Regions from separate parts of the Sus scrofa genome. Here regions 1 and 2 are each linked to region 3. A link is a contact called in public HiChIP or PLAC-seq data. All regions are on one chromosome and are shown on one strand. Each heading gives the region's core, a stretch centred on a gene start, on an enhancer-like site or on the middle of the called end of the contact. The rest is flanking DNA. Distances are from core to core; before and after follow the strand shown. Region 1 holds the start of AKAP5 (A-kinase anchor protein 5). Region 2 overlaps MTHFD1 (C-1-tetrahydrofolate synthase, cytoplasmic). Region 3 has its middle 60 kb from the start of MTHFD1.

What was found. HiChIP or PLAC-seq counts read pairs in DNA pulled down with a chosen protein or histone mark.
Region 1: a contact with region 3 is called in an H3K27ac HiChIP or PLAC-seq map of alveolar macrophages. The contact joins the promoter of AKAP5 here to the enhancer-like site in region 3. A contact is called at or near these places in 1 of 5 promoter capture datasets (liver), 3 of 47 Hi-C or Micro-C datasets (fetal heart ventricle, retroperitoneal adipose tissue and skeletal muscle) and 2 of 2 datasets of contacts at active chromatin or transcription factors (alveolar macrophages and skeletal muscle).
Region 2: an H3K27ac HiChIP or PLAC-seq map of alveolar macrophages shows a contact between it and region 3. The contact joins two enhancer-like sites. A contact is called at or near these places in 2 of 5 promoter capture datasets (fetal liver and liver), 1 of 47 Hi-C or Micro-C datasets (heart right ventricle) and 1 of 2 datasets of contacts at active chromatin or transcription factors (alveolar macrophages).

What each region holds. Positions count from the first base shown.
Region 1 is chr7:88,536,076-88,540,353 of Sscrofa11.1, forward strand. It overlaps AKAP5 (A-kinase anchor protein 5), which reads left to right and starts at 2,863. Exons shown (of 2, transcript XM_021099926.1): 1 at 2,863-3,043. The region is part of intron 4 of ZBTB25 (zinc finger and BTB domain-containing protein 25); the gene reads right to left.
Region 2 is chr7:88,482,633-88,486,669 of Sscrofa11.1, forward strand. It overlaps MTHFD1 (C-1-tetrahydrofolate synthase, cytoplasmic), which reads left to right. Exons shown (of 27, transcript XM_021099913.1): 2 at 3,133-3,217. Among named protein-coding and RNA genes, the nearest start is that of MTHFD1, 13 kb to the left of the region's middle. Within about 2 kb of position 2,014, at least 30 of the 83 cell types and tissues checked have an H3K27ac peak or open chromatin away from gene starts, as enhancers often do. A contact at or near this core is called in alveolar macrophages, fetal liver and liver, where this site is marked.
Region 3 is chr7:88,409,476-88,413,834 of Sscrofa11.1, forward strand. No RefSeq gene overlaps it. Among named protein-coding and RNA genes, the nearest start is that of MTHFD1, 60 kb to the right of the region's middle. Within about 2 kb of position 1,571, at least 65 of the 83 cell types and tissues checked have an H3K27ac peak or open chromatin away from gene starts, as enhancers often do. A contact at or near this core is called in alveolar macrophages, fetal liver, liver and 2 more, where this site is marked.

The DNA.
Region 1 (4,278 bases), core at 1,613-4,112, 130 kb after region 3:
TGGTCAGAGAAGGACTAGTGCCTTTATCTTGGGGCTAGGAGTCCCTAAAGATCACTGGCCTCCTTGTCCCCCTGCTGACCCCTATCTGAGCTGCTAAGGGCTTCCCTCCCCATATTTGTAATATTGCTGGTAAACATATTGCACTTTCTGTGATCTACACCTCACGGCTGCTGCTGTGTGTTAAAGATGTAGATACACTTGGTTCAAAGAAGGGACAGCATTTATGTGCTGTCAAGTAGAGCAGATTGCAACAGAATTACTGTGGAGTTTGTGTTGGATGGTACAACCCCAATGGTGTCCAGGAAGAGATCAAACCAGCAGAGAACTGGAGCCACAGGTTCATTTAATGGTGTTACAGGGAAGGGAGCTGGAGGGCTTATTACCAGTTGGTCTCTAAAATGTAAGAATTATTATCAAGGCATTATAAACCATTTTTGGTAGCTACAGGCCCAGGCCACGATGGGTGGTTGGGGACCAGGATGGGAGAAATGGTATGATCAGTAGAAATCAGACATATAAGCTATTTTATTGGCACACTGTATCTGGTGATGTTAACAAGATAAGTTGTAGGTAGGATAATTTCTCATCAGATGGGAGATATATTTAGAAACTGTTTCTCATTATATAATGAAAAGCTACTAATGGAGTAGCAGACAATGATATGGGTAATAGCTTACCAACTGTCACTTAACTGAGTTTGGGGATGATAGCTTTCTTTCCTAGGTGAGGGATACATTTTTTAAAACTCAGATATGGCGTCAGGTTCTAGCTGTATCCTAAAAGAAACCCACAGTGAAATATTTTATTTATATGGTTCTATACCCCGTGTGTTGGAAGTTGGGAATGAGTTATTTAGAATACAGCTTAAAGAAATCTGCCCTTCAAATACAAAATCAATTCACCTCTTCAGAGTACCCTTCGGTTCCCATTCTTTAGTTGTTTTGTTTTAAGAAAAGCAAATGGAGGAGTTCCTGTTGTGGCTCAGCAGAAATGAACCCAGCTAGTATCCATGAGGACACAGGTTCGATCTCTGGCCTCGATTAGTGGGTTGGAGATCCGGCGTTGCCGTCAGCTGTGATATAGGTTGCAGATGAGGCACAGATCCTGTGCTGCTGTGACTGTGGTGTAGATCAGCAGCTGCAGCTCCGATTGGACTTATATCCTGGGAACTTCCATATGCCACAAGTGGGACCCAAAAAAGAAAGGAAAACAAGTGGAATAAGATCTACAAGTTGTTAAAATGGCCTTTATTATTTTAACCTGTCCTTTATTTCATTCCCAATTATTTTCTAATAAAGACAGCTCTTCTACTCTGTCTTCATTTAGATAAGCTCATCTTATTTTTGCCTGAAATTGTAGCTAACTCCCAGATCTAGATTTGAGAAAACTTGTACTTAGTAAGTAAGAGCATCTCAGTTGGTTATGAATGGCATGGATTTCTTTTGGCTTGTTCAGAGTTCAAATCTGGCAGTAAGCAGGGTTAGTAACTCATCTGGGGATATAAAGGAGATGTACACAGACTGGTGTTAGCTGAATAAATAAAGATAAATTGAATTCTTAATTATCTCTACTATAGGTGCTTAGGGATTTTCCTGTTTTATAGCGCTTGTCTCTAGGATCTTGACAGCTTAGATTCAGCTTTGCTATTGTGTAAATAGTTCTTTCCTTAATAAAGAATCTTACAAAGGTAAACTATATTCCTGGATAAGCATCCAAAAGTGGGTAAGAGCTTTACTCTCTCAAAGCTCATGGTCCTATTGAAGAAAAGAGATAAGTACAACTGCTTTTCATAGTTCTTCCCTCTGCCTTAATAGCTTCTTCATCTAGATAGTATGCTTGGGAGGGGCCAGAGGAGGAGGCAGGAATTGTGCATCCTGCAGGACCTCACCATAGAGGCTCCCAGGAATGCCCTTGTAGGTAATATTAAGCCCAAAGCAAGTCACCCTAAACTCTCACTGCAACACCTTTCATTGGTGCTAATCCACTATATACAGTGGATTATGTATACAAATCAATGCTTATGGTGCTTTTCACTATGACTGGGAACTTGCTTAGATAAAGACTCTCAAAATGTGTGAAAATAACACAGCCTAGCCAAACAGAGAGTGAATATTGCCAGTGCCCTTTGCTCTGGTCTGTACTAGAATTGTGAGGAAAGTCAACTCATGTTTTAAACCCCTAACCCTCACCCCGCGCTGTACTTGAGAGGGACAAGGTTAAGCAGACACCTAGGAATGTAAGGGAAACGGGTAACTTGTAATCGACTGAATCCTGGAAATATACAAGATGTAAAGGAGGGAGGGGGCTGTGTTTCTGTGCCCTTCTGACATCGATATCACACAGTTTGCATCATCTCTTCCTTCCTCCTAGATTCTTAGGAGACAAGGGTCTGTGTCTTGGGCCTCTGAGAACCTTTGGCAGGGAACCGTGATAAGTGCATTACACCCAAACCCATTCCTGGAAAAGTTTTATTTTCTCTATTCATATAGGTAATTTTTCTTTTCAAACGAGATTGACTCTGCACAGATCTGAATCCTACTTTTAAAATGTGATATCTGCTGTGACTTTAAATATTCAGTGGGGGGATTTATGATGTGAGTGCCCATAGTTTAAAATTGGATTTTGCTACTTTGCATCTGAGAAAATGGAAGGCTTACGACCTTGGTCCCCTCCCCATCTCTCTCGGTGGCCCCCGGCCCTTGCCTGGATGTGGTCGCGCCTAAAAGATTGCCGCCTGGCTGGGCGCGCGAAGGTCCCACGCCCGGGGCTGGGCTCACCCGCAGGTGGACCTCCTGTCCCCCCCCCGCCCCTCCCCCGGGCCACCGCCCCCGCCCCCAGCCCGGGCCCCGCCCCGCGCCCGCCTGCTCCACGCGCATTGGTGCCTCCAGCTGTCGGTCCCCGCGCTCTGGGGAGGGGGCGTCGCCCGGCTGCGGTCCCTCTGCAGAGGGTTGCTCGCTCCCGGTGCGCCGCTGCCTTCCCGCCGGCCCCGCGGGCGCCCCCGCGACCTCCGCGGCAGCGTTGTCCAGGGACCCCGGCGCCCTCGGTAAGTGAAGCGGGCGATGAGGCTGTGAGGAAAGAGGGCGCGGGGCCGGTGTCCGGTCCGCCGACCGCCCGCGTGGCGGAGTGGGCGGGAGGTGCCCGCTGGCCACCGGGAATCTGGGGCCCCGAAGGTGGCCGGGGTAACAACGGGGGAAGGTGTTTGTCCGCAGACATCTCCACTCAGTACGACCCTCATCACTCTGCCCACCTGCCCTCCCCGCGTTTGAGTTGTCCTGGGGGCTTGTGTAGCTGGTAGCTTTTTTCCTTCCTTGCCCTTTTCGGGGCGAATGCGGTGTGGGCTTCCTGGCCATTATAATTGTACATTTAGCTTGAAGCTGGATTAGCTGTTCCCCGCCCCAGCACTTTCCTTTTTGAGTACTTTATCCTGCGCTCTAGCTCCTGCCATAAGGCGCGTCAAGCCGAATGAGAGATGCCTTCCTCCTGAAGGAAGCTTCGTGTGGCCCACACCTGGCGCGGGGAGAGATGCACCGCTTTTCTCAGGAAGTGGCTGCTCTTTGCCTCCGTGCTTCTCTGCTCACGGGAAAAGGGCAAGGGGTATTTTCAGTGGCAGCAGACTTGCGATTCTATCAGGAAATTACAGCTTCCTGGAGCAATAAAACTACTTCTGCAGGTTAAGGACGAATCATTTGCAGTCTAATGTTCCGCAAAGTTTTAATAGCCACAGACTGCATTCTCCCCCTTTCAGTTAGGTTTTGTTTGGATATCTGTTGTAGTTCTACATCTTGGTATACATTCCAGTGAGCTTCTCAAGCAATTGTCCTTGAGCAATCCAAGTTAGTTTCAAATGACACATTCCTAAATGATCTAATATCAGCATTTCTATTAGGTATACATCCCTCCGGTTAATAAAAAAACACTCAGGTGGGAGGATTCATAAGAGGTGCGGAGACAAAGAGCTATAATTAGCTGTGGTTCTAGTGTATCATGTTTAGAGGGACACTGTTAAATGTTCATATTTTAGTTCCATCATGGTTGTAGGATGGCTTTGTCTTTCTGTCGGAGGCAATGGAGTATGTATCACCCGACCTAAGGGAATATTTGCTTACATCATGAACTGATATTCAGAGTTCCAATTCCTTCTGTGGTTCATGGAATCAGGAGTTGCCCAAATAAACCTTCAACAGTGAAGGATTTACATTTTTTTAAAAGTACAAAGAAAGATTCCCTTTGCTTATCTTCAGACATCCATAAACTAAAATCCACAGGATTTCTGTTAGG
Region 2 (4,037 bases), core at 764-3,263, 74 kb after region 3:
CTATGACTGTTGTACGAGTGTCTGTCCCTGAGGACCAGAGAGACCTCAGGGGTTTACTCTGCTTTGTCCTGCTGTGTTCATTGTCACTCGAGTACTGATTTCTCCTGCATCAAGATTGAGACTTGTCTTCCCTTAGATTTTAGAGAATGTTGGTGGAAGATGGTCTGACATCCATAGTTCTATTCGGGGGTGCTGAGTGGTTCTCCACATGCCTGCTTCTGCCTCCCTTTGCCCCAAAGATCTTTACCAGGATGGCATAACTCACGGGGCCATGGATAGAAATGGGAGGCGTCTGTCATTCAAGGAAGGAGGTTTTGATGATGCAAAAGTTGTTCCATTATAGCATTTCAAAACTTTCTGGAAATGAGCTATGAAATTCAAGGGCTTCCTACCATTTGATTCATCACAGCTCTATGACCCTAAATTAAAGACAGACAAGGGAGGAAGTACTAATTTTTTTTCTCCTGGTTCTTTTATAGTTTCTTCAACTTTAGGCATACCTGACACTTGGCTTTTGTTATTCCACTTTTCATTTTAAGGTGCTTCAGTTAGTGGCCAACCAAGAAAACCAGGCAGGAAAAAAACTTAAGGGACTTAGGGAGACCTAATTACAACTGTCCTGATTTTTTTTTTTTCCCCCTCACCAGGGCAGAAAATCTTCCACCTGTTGCTTTCATGTTCTGGGCTGTCTAGTTTTTGCTGACTGAGGTTTATGTCCATTTAAAAGTATCTTCTTGCTCTTCTGATGATGTCTTATAGCAGCCTAAGTGTTAGCTTTCAAACAAATCTTTGTAGTTGGAAGAATATCCCGGCTGATGCAACTTTAAAAACAATCCTACTTCTTAGACAAAGTTTAAGAGGGTCAGGGTAACTGCTCTCCAGCTATAATCTTCTTTGGGGGGAAGAATGCACACTTAGACCTCTTTAAATTATAGCACAGGAAGTACAGAACATTTTGTTCTTTGTTCTCAACCTGCTGGCTGAAACAACATTTTCCACCTGTACCACCTTATAGTACTGGGTTCCTGTAACTTACTTAGTACCTGCTGCATATAAGTATTATTTTTATTTGTCCCTAGAGTCCTTCGTCAAGACTCAAATGCTTACTTATTCTAGAATCCTTATAAGATTTGGTGAATAAATTCACTGTCTCAGTATGAAATCTGCTCTGTCCCTAAATTTGTAGTTGTCAATCTTTCCAGCTCCATTTCAGAGCCCCAAAAGCCTCAGAGTCATCTGTAGCCCCAGTATTTCCTTTGTGTTTCATGTTTAGTGTATCTAGAATACATGTACTTCTCACCATTATGGTATCAATGGTTAACACTGACACCATAATCCAAGCCACCGTCACCTCTGGCCTGGATTCTGCAAATGCAGTTAACTTTTTGCTGGTGTCCCTCATTCTCACCCTTCCCCCCAGGGTCTGGTCCCAATTCAGCAGCCAGAATAGTCCTTGAAAAATGTAAGTCTGATGGTGTCAGCCCCGTTCAAAACCCTCTAATAGCCTCCCATCACATTCAGAATAAACGACAGTCTCCTGATCTGATTACTGCTTCCCCTTGGCCCTCAGTGACCCACTCAGGACCTTTGCACTTGCTGTTCATTCTCTTAATTGGCCCTGGGAAAGTCACTTGATCTGACTGCTTAGAGCCTCTGTCTCTACATCTGTGAACAGAAATAAGAAGGCTGCTTCTCCCTTGCCTCCCTCACAGGGTTATTGAGAGTCTCAGATGCATTCATATGTTTTCACTGTTGGTTCTCCTTATTTAAGTCTTACATTGTGCCAGGAGTGGCTGTTTTTTCCACCCTCCCCTCTTGCCAACTGTGGAGTTTGGAGGGTCTGGAGGGTGAAGAAAAACTAGTAGAAACTTTTGTCTAGCACTTTGTGTTCATATAATGTTTGGAGGGCAGGAAGGGGAGAGGAGAGAGTGGAGTCTGGAAACTTGGCCCCCGTCAGGAGCCTTCTGCAGCTCCCCAGGCACCACTTCTGATGTCCCATGCAGGAGAAACAGCGCAGGCTGGAACTGCCGGGGAGTTACAGCAGCAGCCTAGGGAGAACTTGGCAGCTCTAGCATTTCCTGTTGTCTTGTGTCAGCAGAATTGTGGCCTCCGCTCAGATCACATCCCAGTAAAAGAAACTTCAACAATCCATTCTTCTTTTGAACTATATGATTTATAGAATATTGATTTGAGAAAAACCAAGGCTATTAGCTTGAAGTAAGATTTTGAAGTCTTAGGTATGACTTCTTGTATCGTTCGCCATTCTTACCTTTTACTAGGCTAATCCAAATAATGTATTCCCTGCAACTCCTGTGCCCTTTTATGCCAGATATTTGTTAAGTGTGCAGCATTGGGGAAGGGAATAACCAAATGAGAGTGAGGGAAGAGATGCTTGCACATGTTCAGGTGTATTTGTCAAGTGAAAGACAAATGACAAAATTTGCCCTTCAAGATAGATCCCATTCAAGTTTATGACTATATCGTAACTGGACAGAGTTGGATTATTTTGTATGTTTATTTATGGATGTAATATAATTTACTTAATGTTCTCTTGTATTGGGAAGTTGTATAAATTGTATAAATCTTTGTTTCAGAAGACATTATGCTTTCAACCTTGAGTAAGAAAAATTCTTTTGTAAATTAGGATATCGTTTTAAAGTTCATACTGAATTCAGAGTGGATTCATTGATTTATTGTTCAGCTTTATGGGCCTACCTGTGATCATCTTGCTAGGTAACGTTGGCTGAGCCGCTATGAGCTTGAGTTCTTTCCTGCAAACTTTTTTTCCTATAGCACCTGGGCGGTGGAAATGCTGAGAAAGATGAGGATTGGCAACCTTCAGAACTGGTGGTCCACGTTTTTACTTGTTCACTGTATGATTTTGAATGCCATCAATTAATATGTTTTAAACTAACTGTCCCATACCCCATGGCCCAGTCAGTGTCAACGGGAGATAGAAAAGATCCAGGTCTGCTTGAGGCCTGGAAAATTGGGTGGGTGGTACAGGGTACATGCCAGATAGTGTTCAGTGAAGGTGTTTATAATTTAAGAGAAATATATCCAATGATACATGTTGCTAATTTGTGGCTTAAAACATTAAGGGTTAACGGCAATCTTTTCCTTTTTCTCTAGGCAAATAAGGGAGAAACTGAAGAGCAAAGTCGCTCAGATGAAGGAGCAGGTACCTGGTTTCACCCCAGGCCTGGCCATTTTACAGGTATTATGATGGTGCATTTCCCCTAACATCTTCCTTTCTCGATCTCTCTCATTAGTGCTTAAATCTCTTCCCTTTTTTTTTTTTTTTTTTTTTTAATGGAACCTCAGACCTTTTGAGTTCCTCTCTTCAGACTCCTCCTCTTCAGGTCAACTTCCACATGTTGGCATGTCCTGGCCCTCGGCTCTTCTCTGTGGCGACCCTTTCTCTAATCCAGTGTCCCTTGAACTTTGTTCTCAGGATCTGTTTACACTTTTCAAATGACCTTAGGAACTTTTGTTTGTATGGATTTATCCATTGATATTTACTACATTAGAAATTAAAACTAAGAAGTTTAAAGATATTTATGCATGTAAAAATGCCAGTAGGGAGTTCCCTGGTGGCCTAGCAGTTAAGTATTTGGCGTTGTCACCGCTGTGGCTCAGGTTCCATCCCTGGCCCCGGAACTTTGGCATGTTGAGGACACAGCCAGAAAAAAGGCCAATAGTAAGTTCATTGTATGTTAGCATGAGTAACATTTTTATGACAAAGTAACTTAGAAAATAAAATTGAATGAAAGAGGGGCATTGTTTTACCTTTTTGTAAAACGCTTTAATTTTCTGGCCAGTGTACTGTCTGGTTTAACAGAAGACAGCTGGATTCCTATCTATTTCTGTATTCAATCTTTTGCTATGCTGGTTGGATAGAAACATACGAAGAACATCTGACCTTATGCAGACATATGGTGATAAAAGGAAGAGTTCTTTTAATAGTCTTCACAGATAGTTGTGGATATTTTTATTTAATACTACAAGGACTTAATAAAGCTGTTGTTTTGTTGTTG
Region 3 (4,359 bases), core at 321-2,820:
AGGGGCAAGTACTTAGCTGGTTCACTATGGTATCTAGCACCTAGAGCAGTGTTTTTGGTTGTTTTTGGCATAGTAGCCACTCTAATTATTTGCTCAATAAATGAATGAATTGTACAGGTCATACATGCATAATATAATTGGAAACCAGGGCAATGAGGTAGAAAAGGCAATAAATTTAGAGACAGAGTATGCAGGGTTGGGGCCTAGCCTAGGCACAAATAGGTAGCTTTAAGCAACTTATCCTTCAAAGTTGATTTTATCAACTGTAAAATGGAGCTTATACACTTGGAATAGTCCCTATCTTCTTAGTATTACAATACACGAAAAGTTTCAATACCCGCAATTTCTAGGAACATTTACTTCAATTCTCTTAATTTCAACTGCTCAGGTATACACAATTTGAGCATACATTTTTTCAGAAGCTCTTAGGTTGTATTTCCAAAATAGCCACTTAGTCAAACTTGACAACAGTAAAGGAAAAAAAAATCGCCAAAGATTCTCTAATTCATTACAGTGATGGCTGCGGAACTCTGTAAATGTTACAAAATCAATGAATTGTTCACTTAAAATTTAACTCTATGGCATGCAAATTACATTTCAATAAAACTGTTAATAAGAGAGATCCTCTAACTCCATATATGGGACTCCTGTAAGATAGCATCGGAATTTAAGAATAATGTAAAAAGCCATCTACCAAAACCCGAAATCAAAGAATAAATCTAGTTCAAAAGATGAGCTCTGCCATTGATTTCACCTCCCTAAGAAATGGTTTGTAAATGAAACCCAGATATTTGGTAGAGGCCAAAATGACCTAAGTAACAGATAAATTACAGAACTATATCGGGATAACTGTTTGTAATCTGAGCGCCATAAGAACCAGCCAAGTTCCTCCAGCACTCTACGGACTCAACTTGCAGCACCTGAGGCTCCCCAACCGAAGCCCAATATCCATTTCTTCTCCAGAGTGGACGCCTATGGGGAGGAGTGTCCGCTCTTGCTGAGCTCTTGGCATGTAACTCCAGATCTCCAAAATCTAGACTTGCAAAATTGACGACCTTCCCAAAACAGGCCAATCCCGGGGTTACCCCGGGCCCTTCGGGAGCCACGCAGCACTCCAGCGCGGCAGGCCTGAAACAGCGCGCTGGGCTTCAACCTTGGCCGAGCATTAGATTCTGACAAAACCTTAGAGATTTAAAAACCAGTCAGGGGCGCCACCCAGACCCTCCTATTCAGTATAGGGGTGCCCCTCCCCCCGCCCGTCCCCCCTACAGGAGTCTGACGGAGCCACTGGACAAGAACGCCAAACACCGCCCACACTCTGCAGGTCCACCCCTTCAGGTCAGCCCGGCATCCCCGCAAGGGAACCGGGCCAGAATCCTCCAGCAGGGGCCGCACGCAGGCCTCCCGCACCCCCGAAACTGTTCCCCGGGGGACCGCCTCCTCGACTCCGCACTCAGCCCGGCCGCCTGACTGATGGATTCACGTCGGGGTGCCCTCTAGCGCAGGTTCCCAGCCCACATCAAAGAGCGTTCCAGAAAGAGTCCTTCCACCAGCCAATCATTCCTGTCAGCCAGTCACCACCAGTTGCTCCGCGTCTTCCGCCTATAGAGGAACGGCAGTTTGACGCATCTCCAGTCTAGCACCTCCCTTGTGCAAGTTTAGCTTCCTGGGGGGCCCGCAGGGCTGCGTACGCGCGCTGCAGCGCGCATGCGCAAGAGCACGGACTTGCGCAGGGTGGGTGGTTCCACGCGCGGTCATGGAAGGTGTGACATTTACAGTTAACTACGTTCACAGTGGAATTTTGAGTGGGAGTACCGTACAGAAAAATGGTCTCTGTGTAGGCAGCTGCTCTTGTTGCTAGGATGTGTCGGGCCACAGGCGAGGATTCAGAGTAGGGAGCTCTGCGGTAGGGGACGCTGGTAGGAGAAGGGCCTGAGTTAGGTAAACAGGGGAAGGGGGCTTGATCTCTGCCTATTAAGCCTGTAGACCCGCGCCTTACAGCTAAGGAAAAACCGGTGCGGAATATGCCTGATTGCTGTGCCTGCTGGCTCCTGTACTTCTTTGGCAACAAACTGCATTAATCTGACCTGAAAATTGTTTCTGCCAAGGTAGTTGGTGCTGCCTGGAATCTAGAATTAGAAATCCTCTCTAATTTTGAGGTAAAGAAAATTCTAGTTCAGTCCAGGACCTAGCCAAGGGTTACAAGTCTGGTTAGTGACAGATGTTCATCAAGAGCTAAAGTCCTCTTGCAAGCTATTCATTGCTTTTTCCACCATATTGGGGCTTAACACATGCTAAGTGGAGTTCCATAAATGTACCATTTCTCCTCAAATTCATACCCTCCTCTGTATGTCATCTCTGCAGTCTTGGACAAAAGGTCTGTTTCTGGTTTGGCCCCTGAGAAAATTCAGTATTCCAGTTTGCCTCTCCTTGTCCTACATCTGAAGAGGATCTGAATGCTCAACTAATGATCTGATTGTGGTTGGGCTTCAAGGCCCCTTCAAGAAGATTGAACTCAAAGCCTCTGGCCAAGACAAGAATTATCAGACCCTTAGCATCGCCCCACCTGTGTCATCGTAAAGCTTCTTCCCCAACCTTGAGCAACCCGGCTTACTCCTACCTACCCCCTACTAGGAAAGGTATGTGGCCCACTCCTCACCCCACCCTATAGGGCTCTTATACGCCCCACAACCAACCAGCAAGGGTGTCCTAAGACACCCCTCGCCTTCCCCAACCAGTTGGCAGCTGTACTGGGAGACTGCTCTCCCTGGGTAATAAAAACAGAGAGAACCACCTGTTGTCTGCCTCTCCCAGATTGTCAGGAAGTCCTCCTGCTGTGCTTGTAGCATCTCTGCTTTCTCTCCACTTCACCATGCTCAATAATCTCTTCTTTTCACTCCAGTATGAGTTTGGAAATTCGTTCTCGGCCCGAGTGCACAGACCACAACAGTTGTCATGTTTGCTCTACTTCGGTAAACATATTTTGGTAAACATTTGGTCATTTGGCTAGTTTCCAGTTTGGGGCAATTATGAACAATGCTGCCCTGAATAATTTTGTAAATGTCTTTTTGCAGACTACATATACATATTTCTGCTAAGTATATATGTAGTGGTGGAGTTTGTTCATAAGGCAGGGATGTGTTCAATTATAAGATGTGAATGGTGGTAGGTTTCTAGAATAATGGCTCCCTAAATGTGTACTTGTCCTAATCCCTGGAGCATGTGAATATATTGGGCTACATGACAAGAGAGAATTAAGGTTGCTAATCAGCTGTCTTTGAAAGAGGGAAACTGGGGAGTTCCCATCATGCTCAGCAGAAACAAATCTAACTAGCATTCATGAGGATGTAGGTTCAAGCCCTGGCCTCGTTCAGTGGGTTAAGAATCCCGCATTGCCATGAGGTTTGGTGTAGGTCGCAGACGCAGTTCAGATATGGTGTTGCTGTGGCTGTGGTTTAGGCTGGCAGCTACAGCTCTGATTCAACCCCTAGCCTAGGAACCTCCATAGGCCAGGGGTGTGGCCCTAAAAAGACAAGAAAAAAATGAGATTGGAGTTCCTGCCACGGTGCAGTGGATTAAAAAGCCAACTGCAGTGGCTCAAGTCACTGCTGAGGTATGAGTTTGATATCCTGCCTGGCACAGTGGGTTAAAGGATCCATCACTGCCGCAGCTCTGTGTAGGTCACAGCCATGGCTCAAATTCAGTCCCTGGCCTAGCAACTTCCATATGCTGTGGGTGTGGCCATAAAATGGAAAAAAAAGGGGGGGTGGGAGAGAGGGAGATTATTCTTGATTGTCTGGGTAGGCCTAATGTAATCACACATGACATGTTCTTACAAGAGGAGAAGGAAATGGTAGTGTGAGAAAGACTAGGTGGGCCTAATATCCCTGGTTTTGATGATGGAAGAAGGAGGCAATGAGCCAAGAATGTGGGCATCTTCTAGAAGTCAGAATAGACAAGGAAGTGGATTCTCTCCTCCCTGGGAAGGAATATAGCCCTGACACATCCAGAAATAAATATTTCCCCAGGATAATAAATATTTGTTTTAGCCACAAAGTTTACGATCATTTGGTATAGCAACAGCAGGAAACTGATACACTGACAAACTTTTCCAAAGTAATTTTATCCATTCATATACATAGAGAGCTTTTTTTCAAAAATGTCTGTACTTTAGCCCCACACCACACTCACTGAACTGGAATCTCTAGATAGGCCCAGAAAAAAAAATTTTTTTTAATTAGGTGATTCTGCTGCATCTTGACGGTTGAGAGCTATTTATCTAAAGTCTTAAATCTAAATTCATTCCTGATCACTGAAGAAATAGCCGTTCTAGAAAAGACTTGTTCCAGGTACTGGAAG